3 separate regions of the Mus musculus genome follow, and regions 1 and 2 are each linked to region 3. Evidence: chromatin contacts called from public HiChIP or PLAC-seq data. All regions are on one chromosome and are shown on one strand. Each heading gives the region's core, a stretch centred on a gene start, on an enhancer-like site or on the middle of the called end of the contact. The rest is flanking DNA. Distances are from core to core; before and after follow the strand shown.

Evidence for each region. HiChIP or PLAC-seq counts read pairs in DNA pulled down with a chosen protein or histone mark.
Region 1: an H3K27ac HiChIP or PLAC-seq map of embryonic stem cells shows a contact between it and region 3, with 4 times the contacts expected there. The contact joins two enhancer-like sites. A contact is called at or near these places in 1 of 15 datasets of contacts at CTCF or cohesin (large pre-B cells), 7 of 484 Hi-C or Micro-C datasets (the HPC-7 cell line, cardiomyocytes, cerebellum and 3 more), 4 of 115 datasets of contacts at active chromatin or transcription factors (acute myeloid leukemia, embryonic forebrain and embryonic stem cells) and 2 of 9 other capture datasets (embryonic stem cells and liver).
Region 2: an H3K27ac HiChIP or PLAC-seq map of embryonic stem cells shows a contact between it and region 3, with 2.4 times the contacts expected there. The contact joins two enhancer-like sites.

Annotation. Positions count from the first base shown.
Region 1 is chr7:81,334,536-81,337,235 of GRCm38.p6, forward strand. No RefSeq gene overlaps it. Among named protein-coding and RNA genes, the nearest start is that of Rps17, 9.3 kb to the right of the region's middle. Within about 2 kb of position 1,421, at least 49 of the 459 cell types and tissues checked have an H3K27ac peak or open chromatin away from gene starts, as enhancers often do. A contact at or near this core is called in embryonic stem cells and palatal mesenchyme, where this site is marked.
Region 2 is chr7:80,219,459-80,222,158 of GRCm38.p6, forward strand. Sema4b (sema domain, immunoglobulin domain (Ig), transmembrane domain (TM) and short cytoplasmic domain, (semaphorin) 4B) reads left to right here. Exons shown (of 14, transcript NM_001360135.2): 10 at 663-873; 11 at 984-1,099; 12 at 1,330-1,496. Among named protein-coding and RNA genes, the nearest start is that of Cib1, 12 kb to the right of the region's middle. Within about 2 kb of position 1,408, at least 6 of the 459 cell types and tissues checked have an H3K27ac peak or open chromatin away from gene starts, as enhancers often do. A contact at or near this core is called in embryonic stem cells, where this site is marked.
Region 3 is chr7:80,744,125-80,746,824 of GRCm38.p6, forward strand. It overlaps Iqgap1 (IQ motif containing GTPase activating protein 1), which reads right to left. Exons shown (of 38, transcript NM_016721.2): 16 at 1-84. Among named protein-coding and RNA genes, the nearest start is that of Crtc3, 57 kb to the left of the region's middle. Within about 2 kb of position 1,322, at least 68 of the 459 cell types and tissues checked have an H3K27ac peak or open chromatin away from gene starts, as enhancers often do. A contact at or near this core is called in embryonic stem cells and palatal mesenchyme, where this site is marked.

The sequences.
Region 1 (2,700 bases), core at 171-2,670, 590 kb after region 3:
TATTTGTTGCCATTTCTTTGTATTGCCTAATAAGTACTCTTTCTAAATTTGGGATAGACAACTCTTTTGTAGAACAAACTGGAAGCTAAACAACTTTGTAAGGTCTGGTGGAGCCAGAATATATGATGGCTCTTCAGTTTGACCACAGACTCCACTGTAGAGAAGAACACGGGCTCTTTGTCCTGCATGAAGATGCCTGACCTAAGATAACATCGAGGAAGAGACATCTTACCCCCTCCCAGTGCCGTGAAGAAGAGGAGGCTGGTGCTTCACCATGAGCACGCCTAACATTTTTAGAGCTAAAAGAAGCTATAAGAATTACAAGGTAAGCCGGACGTAGTGGCGCACGCCTTTAATCCCAGCACTCGGGAGGCAGAGGCAGGTAGATTTCTGAGTTCGAGGCCAGCCTGGTCTACAGAGTAAGTTCCAGGACAACCAGAGCTACACAGAGAAACCCTGTCTCAAAAAAAAAAATTTACAAGGTAGACAAGATGGTCTTTAAAGGAAAAGAAACACACCAAACTTCTAGACCAGTGGTCTTCAGTCTTCCTAACACTGCGACCCTTTAATATACGACTGGCTGTAACTAAAGAATAAACGAAAGCCAGGCGTTGCTGAGTGACAACACAGAGGTGCGCAGCTCCACACCTGCTAAGCCCAGAGAAGGAGGTGATGTTCTCAACTGTCACGAGGAGAACAGGACAGAGAGCAAAGGGAAGAGGCGCTGGGCAAGGCAAGGTTGGAGCCTGGTCCCATTTGACAGACCCAGCGTAGGATTTAAAGGGTACTCTGAATCCCAGGTAGCACATACAGGTTGTCAGCTTTCCATTATACTGACAAATGCCTGAGACAAAAGGAGAGGGAGGCTTCAGGCCGTGGCATCTGGGCTGTGGTGGGACATTGGGTGTGGAACTGAATGAGAGTGGAGGAGAGTCCCACCATGTTCTTTTGGACATGCCTCTCCAAGCCAGATGACCCCCACTCGAAAGTTCCTACCACCTCCCAAAGGTCCCACACCGGAAAGTAAGCCTTTAAGCCTTGTCACTTTGAGACCCCCAGACTACAGCAATGCATAAAGCAAGACAGATCCCTTGCAGTGGACGTAGACATTGCCACTGGGAGCTTCAGTGGCCAAAAGACAAAGGAACCCCCCCCCCCACCAGACCCACTTAGCTAGGCTGGCATTCAAAAGGGAAGATCATGTAACTCAGACAAGTTCACTACAGATGCCCTTTAGAGGTCAGATCAGCAAGAGGGGTAAACTTCTGGACAAAAGTAGCCATGGGGGGGCGGTGAGGCTGGTGGAGAGGGAGAGAGAGGAGAAAAGGAGCAAGAAGCTTCAAAGAGGCAGCTGCTGGAAGGGCGGTGAGTCACAGAGAAGCCTGTTCCCTGGTGGCAGCAGAAACAATGGCCGGGAATGGAGCGCCATCAGCTCACACAGCCAGGAAGAGACTGAATCCGTGTGTAACAATTGTCTCATCCTGCTGTGCCCAGAGGAAACTTGAGGCCACTCACAACTGTCACACCGGAGGTTGTGCAGTCTGTTCTATGGTTTCAAGTCAGAAAGGAAAGACTCCAAGGAAAGCAAGCTTCCCGACCATCACCCTCCAGAAAGCTCTGCATCCCACAGTCGCGGTGTCCCAGGGAAGGCGCGCATCCCTGGGTCCTTCCTGCCTGCCTGGCTGCTCCGCGCCACCCTTCCAGCTTCCTCTAGCCCCACTGCTCCTCAGCCTCCAACCCCACCTGCAAAGCGGGGTTCCTGGCCGGTGGAGGGAGCCCTGTTTAGAAGGGAGGACGCAAACTCAGTCGCCAAGAAGCAATAGCATCCAGTCAAGGGCCAAGAACAGCACTGTGAGTGGAACAGCGTGGGAGGGTCAGGGCACATCAAGGCTCTGTGCTATTGTCCAGGAGAGAGTGGAAATTATATAGCTAGAGGGTAGACTGAACAGGCTTTCTAAAAATAGGGTTAGGGGCTAGAAAATGGCTTGGCGGCCAAGGCACATTGCTCTTCCAGAGACAGGATTTAGTTCGCAGCACCGACAACCACCAGTAATTCCAGGGGCTCTGGCGCCCTCTTCTGGACTCCACGAACACGTGAGTACTCTTCCAGGAGCACACATAAATAAAGAGGGGTAACTGTTTCGTATATCTGAGGACAGGAAGACAAAAATAATTTGGGGTGGGGCTGGGGGTGGGTGGGTAGGGAGATGGTTCTTGTGAACGGAAACTCTTGAAAAGGGGCAGTGTCTGCAGAGACTGACTGGGAGAACTTCAGTCCTGTTGGGAGTCTGGAATGCTGCAGGTCCCATCCCGATACAGTTCCAACCTCAAAACAGCCATTCCTTGTCCTCGTGTGTCAGAGCTAACACAGGGCACTAATCCTGTGACTAAGAGAAAAACCTTCTAGAATCCACTGACTTAGCGGGCCACTGGCTTCCACCAACTCGAAAGCTTGGATGTCATGGGACAGCATCCCGGGCCTGGGTGAAGACTTCCCCATCTCACTGTGCCTGTTCTTTGATGTATTAGCCCTGATTTCTGACTTTATTCTGTAAAACCATAAAAATTTCATTATACTGCCAGGTGTGGTGGCGCACGCCTTTAATGCCAGCACTCGGGAGGCAGAGACAGGCGGATTTCTAAGTTCAAGGCCAGCCTGGTCTACAAAGTACTCACTGAGTTCCAGGACACCCAGGGCTA
Region 2 (2,700 bases), core at 158-2,657, 520 kb before region 3:
TCTTTGAAGTAGGGCGTAATAAGCCCTGGCTTCCTATCTTACCAAAGAAGATGTCCCATGAATGACAGAGCACCTTCAGTCCCGCCTCGTCAGCTTGGCCTCCGTGCAGTGGTGTAGATTGTTTTTAGTTGTCTGTCTCAAAGGCAGCAGGCTGGTGTAATCTGGGTTGTTTGAATTCCCAGTCCTCCCAAGTCCTGGGAGTACAAGAAGACGCCACTGTACCGTGCTTTGCACAATGCTGCACAGTACTGTCATTATCCCTTTATTCTGTCCACCCGACTAAGCCTTGTACACAGAGAAACCCTGGGGCAGAGAGAAGCAGGACCTGGGTAGGTGTGGGAATTGATTATGGCTGCACTGAGATTGGCCCTGAAAACTTCCCGGCAGCCCTAGGGTAAGATGCACGGGTAAGGCCCCAGGCAAAATGAAAAGTCACACTTTGAGACCTGTGTGCAAACTTGGTGAGGATCAATAGGCCAGAGGCCAGCAGGAAACCCCGGTCTTGCTTTCTTCACACGTCAGATTTGCCTTTGGACCAGCACAGTGCAGAAAGGCAGATGTTCCATGATTTCTGGAGCATAGTTAATGTGGCAGGGGCCGCTACTGTCCCAGGAGGCATGCTCCACGCTGATTCCTGTCCCTCCTGTTTCTGCCTTCTTCAGTGCATTACCAACAGTGCCCGGGAACGGAAGATCAACTCGTCCCTGCAGCTCCCAGACCGAGTGCTGAACTTCCTCAAGGATCACTTCTTGATGGATGGGCAGGTCCGCAGTCGCCTGCTGCTGCTGCAGCCCAGAGCCCGCTACCAGCGTGTGGCTGTGCACCGTGTGCCTGGCCTGCACAGCACTTATGATGTCCTATTTCTGGGCACTGGTGAGTGTCTGCAGCCCTGCAGAATTGAGTTAAGGAGGGCAATACATGCATGGCTGGTAGATCGTGGGCGGTGGGCTCCACCACGGCCTGAGTCGTGACCATGCTTGCAGGTGATGGCCGCCTGCACAAAGCAGTGACCCTGAGCTCCAGAGTCCACATCATTGAGGAGCTGCAGATCTTCCCTCAAGGACAGCCTGTGCAGAACCTGCTCTTGGACAGCCATGGGGTGAGTGGGCCATGGAGTGAATTTGACCACTTTGACTGTCAACAAGCCAGCTTTTCTGTCCCTTGCCAAAGCAAGATGGAAAGTTACAGAGCCCTGGCTTCTGACCATAAAAAGGATATGTGGCAGAACTTGTCAGGGGTGCCCTGGGATGACTAGTGAGCATGTGAGGCTAGTATGACAGTGTCCCGGTGCCTGTGTCTCCCTCTCACTCTTCATGTTTGGCTGTGTAGGGACTGTTGTATGCCTCCTCCCATTCCGGGGTGGTGCAAGTGCCCGTAGCCAACTGCAGCCTGTACCCAACCTGTGGAGACTGCCTCCTGGCTCGAGACCCCTACTGCGCCTGGACTGGCTCTGCCTGCAGGCTCGCTAGCCTCTACCAGCCTGATCTGGCCTCCAGGTGAGAACTCCCAAAGACCCAGTGACTCCTCCTCATCTCTGAGCACTGCATCTTCTCTGGGACCCCTGCACATGGTTATTTCTCAGCTCTCTGTGGCCATATAATCTATATGGACCAGATAGACAGGGTTTGCCAGAATAAGAAACATCTAGTAAAGAAGATGTGGATTGCCACATGCACATAGCTTATTGTAAGTAGGCTGTTCGGTAAGCCTGTTAGACCATTAAAAAGTAGAGTAACATTAGAATTAGAGATGTCTATTGAGAAAACAGAGATGTGCTATTTGGCACAGTGATGCACAGCTTTAATCCTAGCATGCAGGAAGCAGAAGCAGGAAGATCTTTGTGAATTTAAGACCAGCCAGGACCACATAATGAGACCCCGTCTCCATTTAAATGAAAATAGGAATGAGTCAGCTGAAGTGGGGTTTGTCTGTAATCCAGTGCCTGGTTTTATTGTTGTTCTGTTGTTTGTTTTTGGTTTTATTGAGGCAGGGTCTCATGTAGCCTAGGATATAGTGGTGGATGCTTAGAAGAAGATGGGGTGGCCAGGACCTGCTGGTGCATGCGTATAATCCTACTGTTCAGAAGGTGGAGGCAGGAGGGTCAGAAGTTCAAGGACATCCTCTGCAACAAAGAGTTTCAAGGCCAGCAGGAGTTACAGGAGACTTTGTCTCACAAAAATGGATGGTGCTGGAGACGTGGCTCAGCAGTTAAGAGCACGGACTGCTCTCATAGAGGACCCAGGTTTCATTCCTAAGCTCCCATATCAGGCAGTTTACAACCAACTGCTTAGAACTGGCTTCCTGCATACACCTGGTACAGGAAATTCACCTAGGTATAGGCAGATGCACATACGTAAAAGGAATACGTAAATATTTAAAAAAAAAAAAAAAAAAAGACGAGAAGAGGGATGTTCTCCAAGTGAAGCTCTTCAGCCCTATCTGTGGACTGGATTTTAACATGGCTTTGTATTTCCCTAAAATGGGTCAAACGAATGATCTCATTGTTTTATTACAAATGGGATCTCTCATTTGTAGTTTTCTTTTGTTTATATCAAAAGGACACAAATTACTGCACGCTTAAAGCACAGAAGTCATACACTCCCTTAGCCGTATCCTTGTCTTATAGGTGGTATGGCTGGTGTCTATCTTTAAACTTTTTCAGGAACTTCCATATTTGGGGATGATTTTGTGTGTGTGGCC
Region 3 (2,700 bases), core at 72-2,571:
GGCCTCTTGGGTGTCTTTGTTGGACTGCCAGATTCCACCTTGAATTTCATCCAACCATAACACAGCTGACTCATCCTGTGTTTCCTACATATGATTGAAAGCAAAACAGTACGAAAGCCATGGTGAACATCAGGGTATGTGTGATGAGGGCCTTCTGGGGCTCAGCTACAGAAGAAAAAGCTCCACAGATGAGCCGTGGATTAAGTGAATGAAAAGAGCCAGGCATCAAATACCCTGCCCTAAAGTTAAACAGGAAATGGCTCCAATGTAAGCAATGGATGAATGAATGAAGGCCACTCAAACTGTTCAGGAAGCTGACAGCCGTGGAGGGCGCAGGAGCAGGTACACTGGGAAGGGGCCCAGGGACTTGTACCGTATGACAAAGGCCAGAGTATGTGTATTAATACACAAGGTCCAGAAAGCTTCCTTTGCCCTTGAAACACACACAGAGGCAGCTCAAATTCTCCAATACAACCAACGCTTATGTCTTATGTAACCGGATCCTTTTCCTTCTCAGATTTAAAACCTGGAGTTACTGCTACTGCAAGAGTTCTTTTTTGTTTGTTTTGCTTTGTTTTTTGAGACAGGGTTTCTCTGTGTAGCCCAGGCTGTCCTGGAACTCACTCTGTAGACACGGCTGTCCTCAAACTCACAGAGATCCACCTGCCTCTGCCTCTGCCTCCCAAAAGTTGGGATTAAAAGTGTATGCCACCATGCCCTGCTTAAGCCTTTCATTTTAAAATCATTTGCTGGAAACTAAACACACATGTCCACACACAGGATTCTAATAAATGGTGACGAGATAGCCAGAAAAGCTGTACAGTCTGAGCGGGCTCCTGTGTCAGAGGTGATGGAGCAGAACTGGCTTGTTTCACTCTTGCTATAGTTTATTTTTCCTTAAGCTAACATGTAAGGGTTCAATATAGGATTCTGATGCATATACCATTTTATTATTCACCCCCACCCTCCCTGATCCCCCCCCCCTTTGCTGGTTTCTTGTCTCCCTTCAAATATTTTTCCTCATGTGTTCATGTTACATATACTGAAGATGGGGAATGGCCACACACAATTCCGAGTCCTCAAAGTACTGTAAATGCTAACATCAACTGCAGGGTGAAGCCACAATGCGGCAGCCACAGGCTGTGACTCCAAGAGCTGAGAAGTCAGAGGCAACAGGGCGGATGGTCCTAGTCTGCAAGAGAAACTGCCCACAAACGCTACGACCAAAGCAAAGGCACTTCCGTGGGCTGGAATCCAGCCATTGCGGGTTCACTGCTAGGCTGATCTCACATGCATTCCAAGAAGAATCAGCTAACAGCAGAGCTGGGAGGCCAAGGGAGAGCCTTCCCCTGCAGGGAGAGAGCGCTCTGCAAGCGTTCTGACTATTCACAGTCCTATCCCCCACTGCCCCATGCAGGGTAAAACAAAGAGCTACGGTTAACCTTTCTTTCACACATAATCCTCACACATAAGGACCAAACAATGGAGCTAAGGTATGAAAGGCAAGAGAATGAAGAGAAATTGGTCTGGCATATGCTCTAACTAGTTCCTGGTGGCTTACACACAAGCATGTGTATACAGATGGGAAGAGAGTTTTAAAAGTCACGCATGTACATAATAGTAAAGTGATGCTCACCTTGGGCATTAAGACTCTCCTACCCAGGGACTGGTGATCATTCTTACAAAGTGCTCCAAAGGCACCAACTTCAAGTAAGGAAAGAAATGAAATGGCAGACTCGGGACTTCTAAGAAACTTCTCACTAAAAATCCTGGCTAAAAATAGCATGGATTAGCTTTTGTAAGCTGACAAGATGAAGGAAGGTTTGTAACAGTTAAGAGCTGACACAAAGGCATTTCCCACTGAGTGAGAAAGAACGTGAGCTCGGTGCTGTTCCATCTTCCCACAACCTATCTGGTGCTCCCTGGGAGGTCACCAGTGCTTCCCCCCCCCCCCATCCCTTATCCTCATTGGATGACCAGGGCCTTCCCCAGCTGTTTAGCATCACTGATGCTTGTGGTGATAATGTACAGTCTCACCACCACCACCACCACCACTAACCAAAAACACTGAGAAGGCAAATCTGGAGAAGAGGTGTGAGCTGTGAGACCCTTGACCTGGATGGGAACCGAGAGGGCCACACCTGGTACAGATGGGGTGCAGAGACTCTTCTATAAGTGATTGTGAACATAGGGGAGGCAATGACACAAATTTTATAATGATGTATCATATGGCCTGCAAATTATATTCCAATAAAATCGAAAGCTCTAAGCTCCGTGTCTGACCAAGCCTGGAGAGAAAGCTGCACAGCTGTAAACAGCCTGCCTACTGAGCGGAAAGCACAAAGGCCCCTCAGCAGGGCAGGGAGGCCCCTCAGCAGGGCAGGGAGGCCCCTCAGCAGGGCAGGGAGGCTTTACAGGGTCTAGGGATTCAAGGACACCTGTCCAATTGTTAGCAAATCACAAGCTGATTAGGGAGATTTTCCTGCATGTACATGACAAAGACAGTTCACAGAATTCAGAAACGCCTTGAACAGCTGTGCACCTGCAATCTCACTGAAGCAAGCCCCCATCTCAACAAAAACCCTAGAACACCAAATAAGTGATGCATGAGGGCAGGAATCTGATTTCTGCAGTTAACACATTATCAGTAGAATGTTTTGTTGCCAAATAAAACACACAGCAACAACAAAAATAAGGCAT